Regions from separate parts of the Macaca mulatta genome. Here region 1 is linked to region 2. A link is a contact called in public Hi-C data. All regions are on one chromosome and are shown on one strand. Each heading gives the region's core, a stretch centred on a gene start, on an enhancer-like site or on the middle of the called end of the contact. The rest is flanking DNA. Distances are from core to core; before and after follow the strand shown. Region 1 overlaps ANO2 (anoctamin 2). Region 2 holds the start of NTF3 (neurotrophin 3).

What was found. Hi-C and Micro-C count contacts between places; a contact is called where the count stands out from the background.
Region 1: a contact with region 2 is called in a Hi-C map of fetal cortical plate, with 2.1 times the contacts expected there. The contact joins the enhancer-like site here to the promoter of NTF3 in region 2. A contact is called at or near these places in 2 of 14 Hi-C or Micro-C datasets (fetal cortical plate and fibroblasts).

Annotation. Positions count from the first base shown.
Region 1 is chr11:6,577,145-6,581,205 of T2T-MMU8v2.0, reverse strand. It overlaps ANO2 (anoctamin 2), which reads left to right. Exons shown (of 25, transcript XM_077953330.1): 15 at 2,525-2,599. Among named protein-coding and RNA genes, the nearest start is that of NTF3, 220 kb to the right of the region's middle. Within about 2 kb of position 1,780, at least 4 of the 40 cell types and tissues checked have an H3K27ac peak or open chromatin away from gene starts, as enhancers often do. A contact at or near this core is called in fetal cortical plate, where this site is marked.
Region 2 is chr11:6,354,386-6,358,199 of T2T-MMU8v2.0, reverse strand. NTF3 (neurotrophin 3) reads right to left here and starts at 1,804. Exons shown (of 2, transcript XM_077953320.1): 1 at 1,587-1,804. The coding sequence starts at 1,625. LOC144332737 reads left to right here. Exons shown (of 5, transcript XR_013400781.1): 2 at 1-698; 3 at 854-965; 4 at 1,744-1,798.

The sequences.
Region 1 (4,061 bases), core at 531-3,030, 220 kb before region 2:
TTGCTTTGAGTGGACATTTAATTTGGTTGCTTTTTAGTTACGTCTCGTTTTTATGCAAAATAGTAATGCCACCTTCCGAATCAGATTTAGCTTAGAATTGCTTTTCCTTGTTTCTTTGGTGGTCTCTGAGCTCCTCCTGGGCAGAGCTGAACTTTCTCAGTGTGTCCTCAGTATCTAGCACAGAGCCCGGCCCATTGGCACTGTTTAGACTTTGTTTGTTGAGTAGGACTGAACCAAGACTTATTCATCAAAACCTTGACCATAATTGGGCGGGAGGCTCAGGAAAAGTCCTTCCCCGGCCCCTCAAATGTCTCTTCAGAATCCCTATTGAGTGTTATCATCCGTCAGCCCATCCTCAGTTTTCCTTGTCAACAGCTTGAAAAATCTTTTAAAAATACCCTTAAGGGGCCGGGTGCAGTGGCTCACACCTGTAATCCCAGCACTTCGGGAGGCCAAGGCGGGCAGATCAGATCACAAGGTCAGGAGATCGAGACCATCCTGGCTAACACGGGGAAACACTGTCTCTACTAAAAAAATACACACATACACACCCAAACTTAGCCAGGCGTGGTGGCACGTGCCTGTAGTCCCAGCTACTCGGGAAGATGAGACAGGAGAATCATTTGGACCTGGGCGGCGGAGGTTGCAATGAGCCAACATCGTGCCACTGCACTCCAGCCTGGGCAACAGAGCGAGAATTCGTCTCCAAAAGAAAAAAAAAAAAAAACCTGTAAGGAAAATGTTAGTGTGTGAGTGAAACTAAGAATTAATACTGAAGGAAAATGAAAGAAACTCTAATCCCTGTTGATGTTTGGCCTAATTTAGAAGAACGTGAATGAGTCTTGTTCCAATCCCATCAGAAATAGGTTCACATGTTCCTATTCCTTCAGAATGGCCACAAGATGTAGTTACCTTGTTCTCACTGTGTGATGGAAAGCCTGTTGGGCTAAGAGTCTAGCAACAGGATTCTATCCCTAAGTCTGTGCAAACCTGAATCTATTGCTTGTTTACATAATCTGTAAATGCAAGTGCTAATTACTAAGTGAATTCAGCTATAACATCATTCCCACCACAATTTATTAAGCCAACTCCACCTGTTGCTCAGTTCCAGGCAAGAGAATTGTTCCTCTTCTCACATCCCTTCAGACTCACTCCCAAGGTAACCCTCACTCCCAAACTGACCAGGGATTCTTAAACCTTTTGGTGTGTGGGTGTCATCTCTGTTTCCTTTGCCTGTGAGCCCCCCAGGAGTGGTGATCTTGTCAGTTTTCTTCTGCCTCCCACTGTGCCTGGCACCAAGATCAACGCACAGTGGGCCCTAGAGGGATTTTTAGAAAGAAATCTTTTAGGATAAGGAGGTCCTTCGCTTACAGTACAAGCTTTCAAAGGCTAGATGGCACTGTTGCTAGCACCAAATCAGGTGTGTTCTGAATATCAGTGGTGAGGAAGCGAGAGGAGAGAGCAGGGGCCCTGGAGCGCTCACCGCTGAGCCGCATTCAGACACCTTGCAGAAGTACTGGTGGATTCTTGCCGTACTGGCAGGGAGTGCTCTGCCATATTCTCGGCACCTTCACAAACACGGCTTCAGATGGTCTTCCCAGCTACCTTGTGTAGTAGGCAGGACAGCTGTATCCATTCTAATTTTATAGAACTGCAGCTCAGAGGAATCAAGTGCCTGAACTAAATTTATACAGCAGAGCTGTTTAATTAGCAGAGCTGTTTGCCATTCATAGCTGTTGGCAGCCCCTCCCTTGTCCCCCACCAAATGAGGGTCCTCAGAGCATGCTGAAGGAGGACTCTGGTTAGTGATACAATTGTCCCAGGATAATGGCCCGGGTGAACTGGACCCAGTCCAAGGGGAAAAAGGTAGGATTCTCAGCCAAGTTGATTGAATGGATCAGCTTAACCTGTGCCTCAAAATGTTTGGATTTGTGACAAGGGAGAGCACATAATACTACATGTAGCCTCTTTGAAGAACAAAATTTTGGTAATTTGCACAATTATTAGGCTCTAAGATCAGTGGTTGATGTTTTATTTAACAGATGATCTATTTATGGGATGCTGCCCTGTGGTTGGGTTGTTATCTGTCATTTGTCCATTGCTTTACTGTATTCACATGTTTCTTACTAAAACAAAACAAAACTGTCCTGTGCAGTAGGCAGGGCAGGTGTCACTACTGTGCCCAGTTTACAGATGAGGAAATAAAAGGTCAGAAATGTTAATAAGAGACATATCCAGGATCACACAGCTGATAAGTGGTTGAATTAGAACTTCAGCCCAGTGTGAGGTTGAAGTAAAATCTTATCCTTTTTTCATTGTAATTTTTCCAGGCTATTCCAGCTTATCTAGAAATTCTAAAATTAGGAGAGTTGTTGATAATATGGAGAGTAAGGCATCAGTGACTAGAAATATATCTATATAGGGTGATAATGATCAATCATATGCAAATATATGCAAATTGAGAGCAAATTAATATCTGTTATTTGTGCCCTCTGATTGTCTCTGCTCTCCTGTTTCTCCCCAGGATGATGAAGATAAACTGACCTGGAAGGATCGTTTCCCAGGTTACCTGATGAACTTTGCCTCCATCTTATTCATGGTAATTTCTTTGAGGGACCACTTGCCTGTGACTGCATGCATGTAGATGCTGTTATGTGACTATTGTGGATATTATATTCTGCTAGGAAAATCATGAGAGGTTGGTAAAGGGAGAGCCACACTCCTGTGTAGAGGGGCCGGATCTTGTCTGATAGTGAGGCCATTGACCACACAGGCTGGAAGTTGGAACTCCCGGGGAGTAGGTTGCCAGATGGTGCTTCCACATCGAGACAGACCAGAAACTTGGAGAAGGAATCAGGTAAGATGGCTGCAATTGCAGCAGCCTGTCTGGGCTGTGGGGTGGCTCTCTCTGACGTCTATGGATAGACCAGAGTCTGGAAGCCACAGGAGATAGCCAGCTTGGGCTCGGTAACTGTGATTCTTCAGCTTTCCTATGGTTGCTGGGTTTATTTCCTTGTGCTGTACCTTAGAGTTTGGTACAGCCCTTTTGCAAGACCCAGATGGTCTCAGCTGTGTCAGGGAAAGCTGAGGGAAAATCCTGTGATTCGTATTTGAGTTAGATCAATAAGATGGTAGCAGTTTATTCTTGTTTGCCAGCGTGGGCAAGACAGCAGTACCTGAAGCTAGAGGACCTCGGGGAAGGCAAAAATCAGAGGACAATGTTAGGGTTACTAATACCCCGTATCTCTTTATGGAAATATTCCTTACGGTATTCAAGATTGGAGGTTGTGCTTTGTAAAGGAGTGTGTGTACTCACAGCTCAGAGCATTTCTAAGGAGGCCTACATGTTAGTTGCAGGTTGAAAGAGGGATCACTTATTCCAAAAATTGGCCTGGAAATTGTTGTAACTCTGACTCTGGCCTGAGGGGGTTTTTTTGTTTGTTTGTTTGTTTGCCATTATTTTTGCCATCATGACCTTTAAGTACAGGAACTGTGTTTTCGTCTCAGAAATGTAAAAGGTGAAGGAAACTTAGATATCACCAATTCAACTCCTCATTTTTCAGATGAAGTACAGAGTTGATGGGTGCCTTGCCACAGCTTAGAAGTCTAAATTTGCTTTCTTTTCATTGCTTAACAAGTGCAAGGCATGTGGAATTTATTCAAGAATATGTGGTGAGTTGCCGTGTGTTAAGCTGTTATGACATAAAGTTTAATTTAGCACTTCAAAGCCTCCCACAATATGCATATTATTGTTAAAGAGTTTATTCCTTCATTCAATATTTAATGAGTCAAACGATGTGCTTGACACCATTCTTAGACACTGGGGATACAGCAGAAAACAAAACAAAATAATCCCTCTCTTAAAAAATTTGCAGACAATAAATAAGTAAATAAATAACAATAAATAGGTAAAATAGACTTCTGTCTCCCGTAGTAGTAGGTTAGGATATTTGTAACTTCCCATTTTGCTAAAATTTACAAAAAAAATTGAATGAATATATTTTTCAATCTTCTCAAAGCCTCAAAGGGCTGACAGAATAGGAAGTAATACCAGAGGCTAA
Region 2 (3,814 bases), core at 555-3,054:
GCTGTTCGGTAGGGAGAGGAGCTTCAACTCTGTCTGAGTCCCGTGAACATAATCTGCGCGGTTATAACCAGCCAACCCGGCCAGATGGCTCCGCGCTCAGCGCCTTAACCCCTTCCGCGCCGCGCCGCCCTCCCCCGCCCGGCCCGCGCCGCGCCGCGCACGCCCGCGCCCCAGAGCCCCACGGACCTCGCTTCGGGACCCACGGCGGGGAAGGAGTCTTTCTCCTAGACCCTCTTGAAAAACAAAACGAAACAAAACAACAACAGCAACAAAAACTTCCAAATTAGTAGTAGTCTTCGGTAACCCCCACCCTTGAGTTCCCTTTTAGAGATCCAGGAAAAAACGAAACGTTAAATGTATCGTAACAGGTTACATGTTAGTGTCTTCAGCCTTTTTTAGTTGTTCTTTTTCTTGAAATTTTTCTTGTTCATCTCTTTTCTTTTAAGATTTTCTTGACCAGGCATTAGGGCCTTTTCCTGCCCCTTTCCTCAGGCGGATCAGGTCTGAGGCGTAAACTCCTCCTCCAAACCTTAGACCCTTCCAGCTCCAGATCTCTCCCCACCCCTACCAAGCCCACCCGCCACTCCTCCCCCCACCCCACAACACGAACACGCCCAAGGACAATCGCTCCCCGGCGAACTCGCCGCTCCCGGGCACCCGCACCCAGGACGCTGTGCCGGCGGTCAAGGGAGGTCAAGGTAGAGTGGTGTGGGGGCGGGTGGTCCCAGGGACTAGGGAGGGGCTGTGCACGCGCGCGTTTGCGGGAGCTTGAGTGTGGAAGGGAGAAGGAGATGGATCGCAACCTCCCGTTTCACCCATCCTCCAACTTCTAAACCCCTTCCTTCCAAACTAGGATGGGGCCCTGCAGCTCATCACTCGCCCAGCACCCACCAGTCTGCACGCGGGGACAGCGCGAGAAGCAGGAAAGGCGAGCGACAAGCAAGCGTCTTCGTGGCGCCCCGAAAGTAATGACGCTCACTTCCCCACCGGTGGATTCATTCGAGGAAAGGATAGGGGGAGGGGGGCAAAATATCTTATTTGGAGATAATTTTAGCTGCCCGTTAGACCCCACTTGCTCCGAGCCGTTCTCTCTAAATTTACCAAGTTAAGTCATCTTGATTTCGCCCATTTGCCATCGAGAGAAGGGGGGAAAATACCACCTAGGGATCAACGAGAAATGGAGAGTCCGGGAGCAGAGGTTTGCCCTCTTGTCCCCTTCCCGAGTCCTTGAGTGGTGGACCTCCGCTCCAAGCCCCTCATCCCTTCCTCCCTGCCACTTCAGCCTCTCCTCTCATCATCTCCTTCCAGGACCTTTTGACTCACGAGCGACTGGGGAGGGAAGCGAGTATCCCGTTTCCATCCCTGCCCTGTCGTTCGAGGTGTCTAATAAGCAAGCCGTTCTATGTTTCGGTTAGGGCCCAGGTTCAAAAAATCCAAATACCTTAGAATTGTCTGAGAATTTGGTTGAACCCCGGAACTGCACCCACCAGTTCAGGACCAACCTGCCGCAGAGAGTAGCTGGGGGCTTGGAGGGGGAGGTGGGAAGGGAGGGGGAGTCTGGGGGCTGCGTACTAGATAGATTGTACCTGCCTCATCATTATCCTGGCTGATGGGGGTTGCCACATCGAAAACGGCCAGAAGCGCCCACCGAGGCCCAGAGGCGTCACCTTCTGCGGTCCCTCGCAAGGGTAGGGTCGTCCTTCAGTGGCTCCCCTCTTGCCAAAATATCGACGTCTTCCTCAGGGCCAGAAGAGGCTGCCGAGTCGTTCCCTCCACCCCGCCACACAGCACCATGAAGGTTTGGATTGGGCGTGCTCTGTCGGGTTCTGCTTTTCTCCCTCTCATCTGGCCCGCCTCCCTGCCCTCCCCCACTTCCCGCACTTGCCCCCCTCCTCCAGCTTCTCGCCGTGGTCAAAGGAGGGATTCAGGCCCCAGTTTCAGATCCACTGGCAGAGTTCTTTCCTCAAGCTCCAGGTCCTCCGGGAACCTGAAGATTACAAGGAAAGAGGTGGTTGGCTCCTGCTGCAGCAGGGAAGGGGTTAAATACATGTGCGGGCTGATCTGCAGGCAGCTCCCGGGTCCCTGGCAGTCTGGAGGGACGAGGGGAAGGGGGGCAAACAAACTTGAAAAATCAGAAGAAACGAAGAAGAAGAAAAGGCAGCAAGCCGTGCGTTTAGGACTTGGATTTGTTCTGCAGATGCCTTGCACTGGTTGGCCGCCTCACTTTGCCAGGACTTTCGGGGATCCCAGGAAGAGTTTGTATTGTTTCCAGCTCCAGGGGGTTTTGTCCTGAGCTGGTGGGTCTGTCTTTGCTTGCAATCAACAGGCCTTGTAATATGAGAGGTGACACCTTAATCTTGCCAAATATGTGCTGTGCCTTTATGGAGAGAGGGGAGGAGGGACTGAGGGAAGGAGAGAGGAAGAGGGAGAGACCCAGACCGGAGCAGAGGGTGAAACATGCACTTTTGCTCAGAAGGATTGGTTTCCCAAAGGGAGAGCCTTAGCTCTTTTCTGAGTAGAAGACCTTTTTCAGACAATCTCCCTTGAGCACCTCCAACTGCCTTTTCCTTTACTGTTTTTCTTTAGGCTTCAGAGCTAAAGATTTCTTCCTTCTCAAACTAGGGACTGACCCCCCCAGGTCTCTGTTGTGGCTTCCAAGAGAGTGGCAAGGTGCTGAATGAAGAGGCTGGGCAGAAAAAAAGAATTAGAAAGGTGTGTTTTTAAGAAGACAGAATAAAAAGATTATTATATACAATGTAGAGCCATTTTTAAACTGTAGAATATTGTGACTTCTAAGTAAATCCATGTTTCTAAATAGAGATTTTTCTTTTCTATAGAAAGACCGTAGTGGTATGGATAGCAAAAGCAAAGATCAGGACTGGAAAGTAAGCTGGCTGCGAGCTTGTGCCCTGGAGATAGCCCTGGTTAAGGAAGCATCCAGGATGAGATCTTTTAGGATTCACTAGGTAATTGCCCCTCTCCAAGTTGACTTAGTGGCCGTGACTTTGGCTGTCCATCTGTCGACTATATTTTTAGGTTGCTGAACTTTCTTTTTCTCCCTGCTGCATCTGAGAGTAAGGCCCTGACTCCTGAAAGTGATTTCTGAGAACAGGAACCAGATCTTGTTTTTGAAAACCCCCTTTAAAACTCTCTCCTAAAGCAAATTTCCAGAGCGTGCCTTCTGGTTACCCTTATCTTTTGCAATAGCACCACTCTGTGGTTGGAACACTGAACAGAAACAAAACGGGAATGTGGGATTGAATTTTGCCTTTACCTTGTGAAAAACAGCACTTATCTCCTCTATGTTTGAGCTCAGTGGACTGAGTGCTGGTGGTGGGGGCTCAGCATGTGGTGAGGGAGGGGGTCTTGTGCAGTGGCAGTATGTGGTTAATTCATTGTGACATGTTGACCCAGGAAATGAGAGAATTGGACCGAATGGCCTCCAAGGACCCTTTCCGTGTCAAAAACAAGCTTGTTTTTTTTTTTTTTTTTTTTTTTTAACTCCATGATCACACAGCTAGACTTGAATGTTTGTCCTCTTCCATTGCTTTTCTTTTTCTCTCTTTTGAGGTTACTGAAATAAACGCCACACTTTTCACTGATCCTAAAGTATTTGCAAGTTGCATCTTCTGCTGCTGGAGGGCGCTGTGGGGAGGTCTTGCCCTACCCCCTCCATCTCCACCCCCATCCACCCAGACAGCTGCTAGAGCTGATGGAGTCTGGAAGTCTTCGTTTGTCAAACAATTAAAGTGAATGCAAAAGGTGTTTGCACAGGGACTGGGAGCTTAAGGTTCAGGAAAGGCAGCTTCATGCT